3 separate regions of the Sus scrofa genome follow, and all the other regions are linked to region 1. Evidence: chromatin contacts called from public Hi-C and targeted proximity ligation data. All regions are on one chromosome and are shown on one strand. The core of a region is the stretch at or near the end of the contact, and the rest is flanking DNA. Distances in the headings are between cores, read along the strand shown.

The links. A called contact is a pair of places that touch in the nucleus more often than the background predicts.
Region 2: a contact with region 1 is called in a targeted proximity ligation map of alveolar macrophages. A contact is called at or near these places in 4 of 47 Hi-C or Micro-C datasets (epiblast stem cells, heart right ventricle, liver and 1 more) and 1 of 2 datasets of targeted methods (alveolar macrophages).
Region 3: a Hi-C map of retroperitoneal adipose tissue shows a contact between it and region 1, with 3 times the contacts expected there. A contact is called at or near these places in 1 of 5 promoter capture datasets (liver), 18 of 47 Hi-C or Micro-C datasets (adipose tissue, alveolar macrophages, blood and 13 more) and 2 of 2 datasets of targeted methods (alveolar macrophages and skeletal muscle).

What each region holds. Positions count from the first base shown.
Region 1 is chr5:79,518,421-79,523,589 of Sscrofa11.1, forward strand. It overlaps ALDH1L2 (mitochondrial 10-formyltetrahydrofolate dehydrogenase), which reads left to right. Exons shown (of 24, transcript XM_001926587.6): 10 at 1,589-1,736. It also overlaps the pseudogene LOC102158073. Among named protein-coding and RNA genes, the nearest start is that of ALDH1L2, 28 kb to the left of the region's middle.
Region 2 is chr5:80,285,058-80,290,226 of Sscrofa11.1, forward strand. No RefSeq gene overlaps it. Among named protein-coding and RNA genes, the nearest start is that of TRNAA-UGC, 46 kb to the left of the region's middle.
Region 3 is chr5:80,135,542-80,140,710 of Sscrofa11.1, forward strand. No RefSeq gene overlaps it. Among named protein-coding and RNA genes, the nearest start is that of CHST11, 69 kb to the left of the region's middle.

The DNA of each region.
Region 1 (5,169 bases), core at 1,406-3,905:
TTGAGAATGTTAGTTGGGAATTTGCTCAGTCTCATCCAAAAGAATGCCTGACATTGATCGCACTTACCCGAAATCTTTTTTTTCCCCCATCCCCCCAAGTTACCCATATGACATGTCCAGAAGGAGGATTATCAGGCTACTTGCAAGAGTCAGGATCGTCACCCTAGAGTCAGAATTTCTCTACAGAGGTTTAGAACAAGTTGAAAGGCCTAGAGGAATAGAAAGCCTCCTCTGTGGCAGGAAGAGCAGACCACAATCCTAAAAATGGAGCATCTTGCAAAAGTGCCTTTTCTTCCCGGACTGAACCATGGCCATTCACTAAATAAACAAGGCGAAGGCCTCTTGACAGTCTTTCATGTTGACAGGATTCTCAAAGCAGGATGAATTCATTACCCTTCTTGATGAAAACTCTGTTTTACTCATTTATTCACTCATGTATGTAACACAATTTATTGCACGTTTAAGACGTATCAGGAGCTGTTTTTTGCACTGGGGGTACAGTTATGAACAAGCCAAAGTCCCTTCATTCATGGATCTTTTTTATTCCAATAATCAAAAACAATCCTCTCGAGAGCAGATGTCATTATCAGAAGTGAAGAGTTTTGGTCCCTCAAGTTACAGATTCCTCAGCACTGATTTCTCAGAAACTTCTAATTTGTTCAACTGAAGATTGCAACATTGTACTTTTAGTCTTTCTTTCTTAGTTTTTTGTTTTTTTTTTTTTGCAAGCAAGATACTCCTGCAGGAATTATCCATTTCCTGTTTGAGTGTCTGACTTATCACCATCATCTGATAGCATTTCGAACTAACAAGGCGCCTTATCTCTTTTAGAGAATAAATGGCTGAAAAACTATGATAGGCTTTCTCCACTGCATCTAGTACACTATTGTTGTTCAAGAAATGTCGAACTACAGCTGTCATTTAAAACATTAACAGTGAAAAATCAAAAGATTGGAAAGGAGTTTACAAATTATATGAACACACTCCATTGTTTTAGTTTGTACCTGTCTTATCCACGGAATACAAACAAATGTTTATTTTATTCTCACATAGGAACTGGAGAACATATTCTGTGATATGACTTTTGTTTCTCATCATCTTCCCAGTTCAGAAATATCCTTTATTTCTTTAAAAAATTTTTATTACAGTATAGCTGATTTACAATGTCGTGTCAATTTCTGCTGTAATTAAAGTGACCTGGTCATACCTGTATACATTCTTTTTCTTATCTTCCATCATCTTCTGTCACAAGAGACTGATTTCTTAATCCTTGAGTACATTTAGAAGGAAAGAAACTGACTTTATGTGCCATTTATCATCTTGCTTGCAAGTTAATTAAAATGTCTTTGCCTTGATTTCTTATATTTCTCGTCATGTGTAAAGTTTTTTATTTTCAAATTGCCCCTGTCCTTCAATACAGCTTTACAATTTTTATCTCCCAATCTTATCAACTTCTCTGATTAATATCAAAGAGACATAAATGGGCATGTGACATACATCTGACCTCAAAGCAACTTAAATGTAATGATACAGCCTTCCTAAACTCTGTAATAGAATGTCAGTCACATGAGCTTGTTCTTCCCTTCAGGCTGGTTGAAGAGATCAGGCAGAAATGTGGAGGGCTTCAGCTGCAGAATGAAGATGTTTACATGGCCACCAAGTTTGAAGACTTCATCCAGAAAGTTGTGCGGAAACTGAGAGGGGACGATCAGGAAGAGGAGCTTGTGGTGGATTACGTAAGCCTGCGCAGGAATGAGGGGGCTTGCCTCCATTGCTTTTTACACTTGCAACCTCTTAAAAATGACAGTGTTTTTTGGTTTGTTTGTTTTGCTTTTTAGAGCCACACCTGCAGCATGTGGAGGTTCTCAGGCTAGGGGTCGAATCGGAGCTGCAGCTGCTGGCCTACACGGTAGCCACAGTGACGCCAGATGCGAGCTGCTCTGCCGCCTACATCACAGCCCATAGCAACACCGGGGTCCTTAACTCATCGAGCGAGGCCAGGGATCAAACCTACCACCTCGTCGTGGTTCCTAGTCAGATTTGTTTCTGCTGCGCCACGAAGGGAACTCCTAAAATGACAGTTTTATTGAGATTTGAATTCAGGTACCATACATTTCACCCTTTTAAAATGTACACTTCATTGGTTTTTCGTGTATTCACTGAGTTGTGCAACCATCACCACGGTCTGATTTTGGAACATTTTTATCACGCCCCCCAAAGAAACCCAGTATTCACTGGCAATCATTCGTGCTCTCCTCTCCCAGCTCCTGCCCCCTGGAAACCACTCATTTACATTCTGTCTCTATGCATTTGCCTCGTCTAGATATTTCATACAAATGGAATTCTAGAACGAGTGACCTTTAGCATCTGGCTTCTTTCTCTCAGCATGATGTGTTCAAGGGTCATCCACGTTGTAGAGAATACTACCGCTCTATTTCTTTTTCTGGCTAAATACTACACTGTGTGGATAAACCACATTTTGTTTCTCCACTCCTCAGTCGATGTTCATTTGGGTTGTTTCCACGTTGGAGCTATTATAAATAATGCTGCTCTGAAACTTCATGTATGAGTTTCTGGGTGACCATATGTTCTCAACCCTCTTGGGTAAATATCTGGAAGTGGCCTTGGTGAGTCATGTAGTAACTCTGTGTTTAACTTTTTGAGGAACTACCCAGCTGTTTTCCAAAGTGACTACCCCATTTTACAATGCCACTAGCAACGTAGGAGGCTTCTAATTTTCATGTCCTCACCAACATATGCTGTGGTCTGTCTTTTCTGTTTCAGCTGTTGTGGGTATAAAATCGTATCTCGTTGTGATTTTAATGTACATTTCCTTAATGACTAATGATAAACCTCTTTTCTTTTTTTTTTTTTTTTTTTTTTTGTCTTTTTGCTATTTCTTGGGCCGCTCCCACGGCATATGGAGGTTCCCAGGCTAGGGGTCTAATTGGAGCTGTAGCTGCCAGCCTATGCCAGAGCCACAGCAATGCGGGATCCGAGCCGCGTCTGCAACCTACACCACAGCTCACGGCAATGCCAGATCGTTAACCCACTGAGCAAGGGCAGGGACCGAACCCGCGACCTCATGGTTCCTAGTCGGATTCGTTAACCACTGCGCCACGACGGGAACTCCTGATAAACCTCTTTTCATGCGCTTATTGGCCATTTGTATATCTTCTTTGGAGAAATATATATTCAAATCCTTGGCCTGTTTTTAAGTTTACAAGGCCTTTCTATATTTTAGATACTGGACCCTAGTCAGATATATTATTTCTAAATATTTTCTCCCATTCTACAGGTTGTCTTTTCATTTTTTTTTCATAGTGTCCTTTAACACACAGAAGTTTTAAAATTTGATTAAGTCTAATTTATCTCTGTTCCTTTGACACGTGCTTCTATATGTCTATTTTATGGGTTTCTTTCTTTTTTTCTTTTTTTTTTTTTGCTCCTTGATTCCTCCTTTACTGCTTTCTTTTTTGTTAAGTGATTTTGTCTAGTATGCTAGTTTAACCTCTTCTCATTTCTTTTGCTGTATATTTTTAGTTATTTTCCTAGTGATTGCCTTGAGGATTCCCATAGACATTTTTCTTAAAACCTTCTAGCTCAGATTAATACCAACAAGTGTAGAACTTTGCTACTGTGTAGCTCTGCTTCCAACCCTCTTATTTGTGCTATTATTGTCATGCAGATACATCTCTATACATTATAAGTCCACCGGCATAGTTTTATAGTTATTGCTCTGTGCAGTTGTCTTTTAAATCAGATAAGAGAAGGAAAGAACTTAAAAACAAATGCATTTTTTGAAGATTTCAAATATACTTTATTTCTTCAGTCATGCCATATTTTAATGGGTACAGAGAGCTTTTACTTGGCATTAATTATGAGGTGGTTTTGAAACAATTCAGTATTAAACCAGTTGGGATGATTGCTCTTCTCTCCAGTCCTTTGGGGTGACTCTGCCAACAGGGGACAGGTTCCATTCGATTGTAATTTGTGTTGCAACACAGCAACACAGAAAGTGGCTCCACTAGCTAATATAGCATTACTATATTTGTCATGGAAATCAGGTGCCTGCTTCTGGTGGCTCCGCCTTGCCATTGTTTGCTGAATGCTTCGAACTCTGAGATGACTTAGTGCATTTTTGGCCAAGGGAAACGTAGTGAAGCTTTAGACAAAACTGCCGCAACTGCTAGCTTCTTGCAACTACACATTCAGTACCTTTGCAAAGAGCCCTGAAAAAAAAAAAAAAACAACCCCAAAACAAAATGCATTTATACTGACTTATATTTACCTTTCTCAGTGTTCTTTATTTCTTCATGTAGATTTAAGTTACTATCTAGTGTCCTTTTGTTTCCACCTGGAGGACATCTTTTAGTATTAGTATTTTTTGAAAAGCAATGTGCTAGCAAAGAATTATCTCAGTTTTCGTTCATTTGGAAATGACATAATTTCTCCTTTGTTCTTAGAGGATGTTTTTGCCATATATAGAATTTGGGGTTGACAGTCTTTCAGCACTTTGAATATGTCATCCTATTGCTTTCTGACTTCCATGGTTTCTCAGGATGAATCATCTATTAATTTTATTGAGGATCCTTTTTATGTGATGAGTTGCTTCTCTCTTGCTGCTTTCAAATCTCTCTTTCTCTTTTGACCATTTTATTATGATGTGTCTAGGGGTGGATCTCTTTAAGATTTTTCTACTTGGAGTTTATTTATCTTCTTGGATGTGCAGATTAATGTTTTTCATCAAGTTTTGGACATTTTCAACCATTATTTCTTCAAATATTCTTTCTGCCCCCTTCTTCCTCTCTTCACATTCTGAGACTCTTATTCTGCATGTATTGGTACATTTGATGGTGTCCTGCAAGCTTCTGAGGCTCTGTTCATTTTGAAAATTCTTTTTCCTTCCTATTTCTCAGACTGAATGTATCTCTACTGACCTAATGTCTGGTGTGCTGATTCTTTCTTCTGCCTGCTTAAATCTACTGTTGAGCCCCTCTGGTGACTTTTGCACTTTTCAAATTTAGAATTTCTATTTGGTTCTTTTTTAATAATTCTTATCCCTTTATTGATATTCTCTGTTTGGAGAATATTCTGTTATTTTCATTTTATTTTTTATTTTTTGGCTGCACCCAGGTCATGTGAAAGTTCCTGGCCCAGAGATCGGAC
Region 2 (5,169 bases), core at 809-3,308, 770 kb after region 1:
TAGATCATGCGATATTAAATTCTCAGTGCACATTCCTAGCATGAAAGTCAGGATGACCTTTGGTTCCACACCACAGATTTCCACTCCTCTTACTACATCGGACTCACTCTATCAGGCTCAACCAGCTGCAGGAGCTGCCTCCACCCAAGCCTCAGCCCCACTGCTGAGGTCAGGACCTCTTCTCAAGAAAAGATGGTTTGACTCCAGCCCAAATACCTCACTGCTGCGTTCACAGACCTTGGTTCGAACAGAAACAGCTAAGCTACCAAAAGTGATGACTCCTGGCCCAATACTCTGAGACCGATTTAACGGGTCCAGGGCGGAGGCCAGGAAAATGAGCTTTGAAGCTACACCTCCCTTATGTGTATTAATTCTCTTGTAGGTGGTCTCAGGACCACACTTTGAGAAACACTCTTGTGCAACTAATTCTCACCTAATTCATTCTCTGGCAGGGGGTCTTAGGATCACACTTTAAGAAACACTGTCTCCGGGCCTCACTGAAGAAATGGTAGCACTGGTATCATCAGCTTTTAGAAAATTCCTCACTTCTAAAAAATTGCCCTTTGCCATATGGACAATATGAATACATTTACTGGCTCCCACCTTCAAGGCAGTGCACCAAGGACTGTGGAAGATGTTATAATGAACAAGACACACTGATTCTCAAAAATCCAGTCAGAAAAATAAGTGTTTACGAGTTAATCAAAATAGGATGGAATGTGTGTCATGGTAGAAATATAAACTCTCAGCACTCAGAAGTTTACTCTTCTTCCCAGGTATCTTGTACCCATCTACCTTTTTGATTACACATGATGACACAGCATTTTCTGTTATTCCTCCGCACTAGCCCCTATGTTAAGGGCTGAGATCATGCCTTATTTCCTGGTGTCCCTCGTGCCTGTTAAGTAATAGCTGCTTCCTTGAAGAGTCATTCAATTAAGACATTCTTCACCATTACAACTTGGGCCAGATTGTGTGAAACCTCACATTAGATTCTGGCTGCTCACTTAAGAAATCAGTTTCTTGGAACCGAGGCACATACTTTTGCAGTGGGAGGGAACTGAGAGAACATGTCGTCTAACATTTCACCAAATCCGGTGTGCAGATCACTGGCGATACCCAAGGAAGACACCTTCTAGAATGTTTACAGGTGATACATGAAAGAACATTTTAAATTTCAATTGGATGCAAATATGTCTGTGTACAGAAAAACATCCAGAACGATGCAGGGCTTTCATAGATTAATGCTTAAAACAGTGCTAAATTTATTTCAAACAGTAACTGCAGGGCAGGTGAGAAATGCATGCTATTAGAAATCAGCCAAGTGGTTGCCTTGGTGTGGGAGTAAGGGGCATGGGTGGTGGGGGGTTTCTGGGGGGGACTGGAAGTGTTTCTCTACCTGGGTGCTGGCTGGATAGGGCTGTTTAGTTTGCAAAAATTTAGTAAGCTGTATTACAATAATTGCACTTTTCTGTACGTACAGTATACTTCACTTAAAAAGTATTTCAAAGGGTGGGTGTAATTAAAGATAGTAAATAGTAGTACATGGATATGGGAGAAATCCTAAACCTGGTACAGGAAAGGCAAATTTAGGACACACAGACTAACCCTCCCCTGTGTAGATGGGAAGAAAGCCAAGGGATGGCCACAAACGAGCTGCTTGTGCTTGAGCAGGAACTGCCCCCCACTCAACCTTCTCTCCCATTCTTCCCTTCCCCCACTTAGGTCCTCAGCTCCTCCAGGATGGTCTTGTCAGCTGCTCCCAGGGGTGAGCATGAGCTTTTCCCGTCAGACACTCCCTGCCAAGTCCTAGCTCTTCCAAGGAGCTGCCTGCCTCACTTGGCTGTTTTTTTCCATTCCTCTGAGCCTTTCACCATATGCTCTGCTAACTAAATTGAAAGAGACAGATCCTCCAGCATTTAACAATTCCATTCGTGGGAATTGTTACTTTTCTGGGTCTCCGTTTTCACACTTGTAAAACCAAGAGGGGAGGGGAGCTGTACAAGGGTTAGGATCTGCACTTTGGAGCCAAGATGCCTCAGCTTAGATCCCAGCTAGTTTCATAACCCCTTGTGTTTCAGTTACTTCATCTGTAAAATGTGAGGGTATGATTCACCCGTCTCAGGGTACTGCTGATAAAGTGAAACAAGATAATTCATGTCAAGTGCTTGAAACACTGCTCAATAACTGTTCGCCATTATTATTCACTAACTGCAAAGTGGAGAAAACAGAAGCAACCTTTCCCATCTCAAAGAGTAACTGAACGGATAAAATGGGATGGTGGTGTCAGAAATGTGAAAGGGAGGGAGGGAGGAAGGAGGGAAGGAAGCTAAGATAGGGGGTGGGAAAGGGGAAGGTCTGTCTGATAAGATTTGGGATGGATGGCAAGAAGGTGGGGGGGGCCTGGGGGTCCTTGGGCGCCACCCAAGACCTGCCCAGTTAAAAGACCTAAACTTCCCTTGGGGCTTAGCTCCTTCACCCTCAGCCCTGGGTCCCGGATTCTCAAGAAAGGAAGGTAATTCCCGATGGGTAGTATGTTTCCTTTCTTTGGAAACTCAATACACACTCAACAGCCCGCAGGCAGGAAAGGGACCCGTAATTCTCCGTAGGGTTAGCTCTGAACGGTCTTCTCAGATCGTGGCTGCCCAGCACCAGCCTCCGACCACCTTGAACGCTACCTGGACGGCCGCCACCACCGACGTGTCCTGGGGTAAACACGGGGCGGTGGCTCTTTCCCGCCGCGGGGCATCCCCAAGGCCTCGCCCGTTTCTGGATTCTCCAGGCCGGCGCCCGTCGTCGGGCTCACGACGACGGCCAAGGGCTGCCAGGCCGAAGGCTCCAGGACGAGGGACCCAACCAGGGCCGGTGGTCGCCGACCGTCTGGAGGGCCCCGGGGCCGCGACGTGGCCCTCGGTCATACCTACTGAGCGGCCGCCACGTCCTCTCTTGCCCTGGGCTTCCCGCACGGCCGCCCGCGCCTCCTTGCTCTTGGCGCAGCCCATGGCGCGCGGGGCCCTGTGGGAACGCGCGGCGAGCAACGCCGAGCGGAGGCCGAGCGCCCCCTGCCGGCCGCCGCCGGCGACACCCTGCTCCCGCGCCCCTTCTCTTTCAAGCAAGTGCGTTTTTTTCTTTTCACATTAAAATACACTCACCAAAGATAAACAGGAAAATACAAAGGTGAAAGAAGGAGGGATTCCTGGCTGTGGAGCAGTGGGCTAAGAATCAGACTGCAGCGGGTCAGGTCGCTGCAGAGGCGCGGCTGGAGGCTGGGAGCAGTGGGTGGAAGGAGCCCAGGTTGCCGCAGCTGCGGAGTAGGTCACAGCTGCATCTTGGACCCAGTCACTGACCAGGGAACCTCCACGTGCCACATGCAGGGGGCGTGGCCATAAAAAGGGGGGGAAAAAGCACCATCCAAAATCCTTCCCTTTAAACTACATTTGCTGTCTACTCCTTCTTTCCAGGTTTGTTCTTTCCCCTCAATGAATAGTTTTGCACCCAGCTTTTCACCCCCTTACCGTCTCTTTTGTTTATATGGCACTGACAGCCTTCTGATTTGCCCTATATTCTTCCACGTCCTATATTTTTCCCCAGCTTCCACGTCCCTCCTCCAAAAATGTACACCCCAGCAGACTAGCAACTTTACGTATTTTTTCCTTTGCTGTATCCCAAAAGCCTGAACAGTGCCTAGGACCTTGCAGGAAATCCATACTCAAGAAAAGAAGGGAGGAAACATCTTTACTAACTAGCCGTGTAATAGTCCTTCCAGTAGAGCTACCGCACTACGCCCACCTGGTTCTTTTAGACATTTACTTTGATGCTTGTTTTGAAATATTATGAATGGGGTTGCAGTGAGTATCTTTGTGTTTACAGCTTTAAGGCTCTTCTTACACATGGCCAAATTGCTTTTCCAGAAAAGCAGTCCCCATTTGTACTCCTAGTGGTAATGAATGAAAAGTTCCACTCTCCCAAGGGTGATCTTTTTAACACCAAAACCACATTGGGCCACCTCAAGTTTGTGTGTGCCCAGGGGTGTGTGTCCCTCTTCTCAATCAGTACCGTGCTGTTTTTCCTTCTTTCAATTAATTAACATATGTTAAAACATCCAGCCCATATCCGGCTCTGTTCTAGGGTTACAGAGTTTCCTGCTCGTGAGGAACTTCCATTGCGGTTGGGATTTGGGCAACTTGTCTGGTCACCAGATGTGTGGCAATGGTGCAGGTTCTTTGTTTTATCTGGGTTTGTGGGCAAGCTTATTTCCTGCTTTTCCTGGGAGCAACCCAGAGTCAAAAAGGCACTTGGAAAACTCTGGGTGTTTCTTTGCTTAAATATGGAAAGCAAATAAAAGCTGAACCAAAGCCTTTTAAAAATAGACACCGCCTCAAGCTGAAGTGAATCTTAATAACAGCCTCACACAGGAGTTTGCCGTCTATCATAATAACGAATATAACTCAGTCAGGACTTTTAAAGGCAAAGAAAATCTCCCTCCATGAGCCAAGTCTGTTTTCTTTGTTCAGTTGGAGTGATTGTTGAAGAGATTTTTTTTTTTAATGATAGTTGATTTACAATGTTCTGTCAATTTCTGCTGTATAGCAAAGTGACCCAGTTACACATAAATATACATTCATTTTCTTATCTTCTATCAAGTTCCATCACAAGTGACTGGATATAGTTCCCTGTGCTATAGAGCAGGACCTCATTGCTCTTCCATTCCAAATGCAATAGTTTGCATCTGCTGACCCTAAAGAGCCTTTTTTTAATAGGCTTGTTCGATTTATGCTAAAACTACTATTTTGTCAGCCAAATTCCAATTGTGGCCCTCCTGTCTGTATTTAAACCACGTGTTTAACTAAAATGATGGCTTCTCCATTTAAAACAAAAAACAAAAGTCTATGCAAAAGTAGCTGAGAGTCACGTGCTTGAGTCATCCTATCATATATCAACAATATCTTGGTCACTGTAGACAAGCCAGGCATCCTGCTTAGTACTTTCTGCACATTATCTCATGTTATGGGCACAAGAGCCCCATGTGGTAGAGACTATTATTATTCCTCTTTCCCAGAAGAGAGTTCTGATGCCAATCTAGATCTCCTGGCTTCCAGGCCTCTGCTCTCAACCACTAACCCCTCTAATCATTGTGATACTGCAAGCCACTCATCCTTATACATGAAA
Region 3 (5,169 bases), core at 855-3,354, 620 kb after region 1:
GAAAGCTAAGGAGAAACTGTGGAAAGGGCTGAGGTTATGATGCTTTCTGCCTCCATCAAAAGCCCAGTCCAGCCGCGTTAAACAATTGGAGATATGTTAGCCCACCCAGGAGCAGGACAGGAAGCAGGCCAGCTCGTCTCTCCACTCTGCCACACACAGCGTCCATCTGAATCTCTGAAGGGTGGAACCAGGGACGTCGGAATAATGGGTTCACCAAGCAGGCCCTGGAAGATGACAACCAGCCAATGGTTACCTGCTCAGAAACTCCTGTGGGGGGTCCTTAGAGGACAAAAAATGCAGAAGCTACTGTAGAATAGTTTACAGGGTATTTTTAGCTGTTCAAAATCCCAGCAGCCTTACAAAGTAATTATTTTCATTTATTAATAATGGCCTCTAATTTTAATTCCTTTTTTTTTTTTTTTTTTTTTTTTTGCTTTTTGGGGCACACGTGCGACACATGGAAGTTCCCAGGCTAGGGGACAATCGGAGCTGTAGCCCCAGCCCATGCCACAGCCACAGCAATGCCAGATCCGAGCCGTGTCTGCAACCTACAACACAGATCCCAGCAACACCGGATCCTAACCCACTGAGTGAGGCCAGGGATCAAACCCTCATCCTCATGGATCCTAGTCAGGTTTATTAACCGCTGAGCCACGAAGGGAACTCCTGACTTTAATTCTTATAAACTCACATAATGTTTACATGGTTATAATCACGGATAGATAGGCCACACATACATAGGTACATATATACACACACAGTTGTGTGTATAATTTTTTCTCTCAAAACTATTCTGCAAATCTTTCTTCATGTTTTATAGTCACTACATAATTTTAAATATCAGCACAGCAATTTTTTCTCAATACGCCACCACCTTCTTAACCAAAGTCTATGATTTCCTTGAGTTGTCCGCTGTTACAGGCCATGCTGTGATGAAACTCTTTTGCATGTGGCATCTTCCCATGCCTACTGCTTCAGCGATTTTCGTCTTCCTTCCTGTCCCGTGGAAAAGAGAAGAACTTTCCCTGGAGCCTCCTGTGAAGCACTCCTCTGCCCTTCGGTTACCATCATTAAGGCACAGAGCTTCGAACTGTCCCGGATTATTTGAATGGGTCCAAAGCAAAAGGATCCTTAGAAGAGGGAGGAAAGAGGATGAGGGTAAGCAGAAGATGGGATGATGGAAGCCAGAGGTCAGAGTGATGCCAGAAGGTGGGGGGGTCACGAGCCAAGGAATGTGGGTGGCCCTGGAAGATGGGGAGACGAATTATTCCCTGAAGCCTCTAAAAACAACTCAGCTCTGCCAACACCTTGCTTATAGACTCTGGACACCAGAACTTCAAGGGAATAAATCTGCATTTTTTTTTCTTTTTGGCCACACCCACAGCATGCAGAAGTTTCCAGGCCAGGGATCGCACCCATGGCACAGCAGTGACAACCCTCTGTGCCACCAGGGAACGCCAAATGTACGTTGTTTTCAGCCACTCCATTTGTAGTCATCTGTTAGAGCAGCAGTAGAATGTGGATGCATCTGCCGCTAGGGCTGGGGTAGAAAAGGCACAAAGAGTAGCAATAAAAGAGTGATGATAAAAATACCTTCAAAGCCCCATGGAGGGCTCACTAGGTCCTGCACATCCTAGAGCAGGAGGCTCCAAGGAAAGTTCTTCTCTTTTCCACAGGACAGGAAGGAAAATGAAAACCTAAATTAGGGCGTCACAACTTTATGAGATGGTGTCATCATCATCCCCAGGTGGCAGACGTGAAGCTGAGGTCACAAGGTTAAGTGACTTCCCAAGGTGGCACCGCCTGTGAGAGGTTGAGTCAGGATTTGGACTTGGCGCAGAATCTAGGAAAGAAGCTGCTCCAGACTCGGCGGAGGTGCAGTCAGGTGGCAGAGGCAGGAGCACCCTCGGCCTCCCAGTGGACTGCAGAGGGCTCTTCCCTGAAAGTGTATTGAATGAGGGGCTGGATCGTGTGAGGGATACGGCGCTGAGGAACAGCCCTCGAAGGGGACTGACGTAGATTCTTCAGGATGCGGCAGGACCGGCTGGAGGGTCACCGCTCAGAAGCTCTGGGAGGATGTTCTTGCCTCCGCAGCTGTGCTTTGGCGCCTCTGACTTCCGGCAGCCAGCTCCGCCCTCCCAAGCCATAGCACCTTTGCCTGCAGGGAAGCCTCAGAGAGGGTTGCAAACGCCATCAGCCCTCTGTCCCTGGGGTCTTTTTGCAGGCTCTGAATTCTAGAGCTCATCTCTCTAACGAACAAAATGCCTCACAGCCTTGTCTTCCGAGGCAGAGCTTCTTGGATCCACCGCCGGCCACTGCGAGAAACTGTGCATGCTGAGCGCCACCTAGTGGTGCCCAGGGTCCTCAACGTTTCTTCTCAAACCTGGTCCGGAAGGGCTCTTCTTCCTCTGAGGTCTCACCAGGGAGGTGACTTAGGGTGTTTCCCTCCCTATCGGGTCTGGGACACTTTCGAGAAGCCCATGGCCAGTTCCTCCTGAAACTCTGTGAGCTTATATTGGGATTGTCCCATCCTGGGCTCTGCCTGAGGGTCCAGGATGCTGGTTCTGGGTTGAGACACAGAATAATTCTTTTCATCATTTATCAGCTCTGTGACCTGATTGAGGGTGGGGAAGCTGTGTGGGGGAATCAGCATCTCATTGCAACATGAGAGGAACTAGCAGAGGAAAGTGAATTTCAAAAAGCTGTTGAGGAGTTCCCGTTGTGGCTCAGTGGCTAACGAATCCGACTAGGAACCATGAGGTTGTGGGTTTGGTCCCTGGCCTTGCTCAGTGGGTTAAGGATCCGGTTTGTCGTGAGCTGTGGTGTAGGTCGCAGACGCGGCTCGGATCCTTCATTGCTGTGGCTCTGGCGTAGGCCAGTGGCTTCAGCTCCGATTAGACCCCTAGCCTGGGAACCTCCATATGCCGTGGAAGCAGCCCTAGAAAAGGTAAAAAGACCAAAAAAAAAAAAAAAAAAGCTGTCGAGAATACACATTATTTGACGATTTAGATAAAATGGACCAATTCCTTGAAAAATACAAATGAATGTAACCCACTCAATGTGAACTAGATAATATGAATATACGTACAACTATTAAGAAAATGAATTTGTAATTAAAAGCTCCCCCTAAAAGATGTCTCCACACCCACCCAGGTGGTGTCACTGGAGGATTCTACAGAATACTTAAAGAAGAATTAACGCTATATACACGAGGAGGGCACATTTCCAGTTCACTTTATGAAGTTAGTATTATCCTAGTATTACCCTGATATCAAACCAGACAAAGGCAGTACAAAAAAAGAAAACTAAAGATCAATATTCTTCGTGAATATAGATACAAAATCCTTAATAAAATATTAGCAAGTGGAATCCAGCAGTATATACAAAGAATTTATCCCAGACATGCAAGGCTGATTTAATATTTGAAAATAATCAGTGAGATCTACTATACTAACAAGCTAAAGAAGAAAATCCCATATTCATATAAATTGATGCAGAAAAGAGCATTTGACAAAATTCAATGCCCATTTGTGATTTAAAAACACTCAGAAAAAGTGGAAATGGAGGAACATTTTCTAAAAAGAATATCTACCAAAACCCACAAAACTCTACTTAATCTTGAAAGACTGAATGCTTTCCCATAATGTTGGGAACAAGACAAAGACCTCTACTCCTTTTTATTTGTTTTTTGAGCCAAGCCCTCAACATGCGGAAGTTCCTGGATCCAGGATTGAATTTTCACCACAGCAGTAACCACAGCCACAGCAGTGGCAACACTAGATCCTTAACCCACTGAGCCAGGCCGAGGATTGAACCCTCACCACCAAAGGCAATGCCGTATCCTTAACCCACTGCACCGTAGTAGGAACCCCCAAAGACATCTACTCTTAACCACTCTTACAAGAGTGCTCAAAGTTCTAGCCAGTGAAGTAAGGCAAGAAAAGGAAATAAAAGGCATTTGGACCAGAAAGGAAGATGTGTTTGCAGTTGACATGACTGTCCATGTAGAAAACTGCCAGGAAATCTACAAAAATATTCTCAAACTAATAAGGGGGTTTAGCAAAGACACAGGTGACAAAATAAATATACAAAAATCAACTGGATATCTATACACTAGCAATGAACGCACAGACATCAAAATTTTGAAAACAATACCATTTACAATTGTTCACAAAAAGATGGAATACTTAGGTGTAAATCTAACAAAACATGTATAGGACTTATATGCTGAAAACTGCAAAATATTTATGAGAGAAATCACAGAGGATCTAAATATATGAAGAGACCTTCCATGGTCATGGATTGGCAAACTCTGTACAGTAAAGGTGTCAATTCTCCCCAGTTTGATAGACAGGTTTAACCCAATTCCTCTCAAACTCCTAGCGAGACTTTTGTAGATACAGATAAGATTATTCTAAACTTTATGTGGGCAGAGTTCCCGTCATGGCTCAGCAGAAACAAATCTGACTAGCATCCATGAGGACGAAGGTTTGATCCCTGGTCTTGCTCAGTAGGTTAAGGATCTGGCATTGCTGAGGCTGTAGTGTAGGCCAGCGACTACAGCTCCAATTCGACCCCTCACCTGGGAACCTCCATATGCTACAGGTGCAGTCCTAAAAAGACAAAAAAAAAAAAAAAAAAAAAAAAAAGCTTTATATGGGAAGGCAAAGAAACTAGAATAGCTAAAAGAATTTTGAAAGAGAAGAATAGAGTGGGAGGAAATCAGTCTACTCAAATTCAAGACTTATGAAGCCAAATTAATCACAAGTGTGTAATGCTGGTGGAGAACAGACACGCAGATCAATGGAACAGAACAGAGAACCCCCAAATCGATCCACACAAATATGCTAAACTGGTTTTTGGCAGGTGCAAAAGAAATTCAAAGGTAGAAAGACAGCCTTTTCAATGCATAGTGCTAGTACAACTGGATACCCATAGGCAAACAAACAAAAAACCCTACAACAAAACCAAGAAATCCTCAACCTAAACCACACACTTCATACAAAAATTAACTCTAAGTGGGTCAGGGGATTCAATGCAAAACATAAAACTATAAAACTTTTAGGAGGAGTTCCCGCCGTGGCTCAGTGGAAACAAATCTAACTGGTATTCATGAGGACGCAGGTTCGATCCCTGGCCTTACTCAGTGGGTTAAAGAGCCAGTGTTGC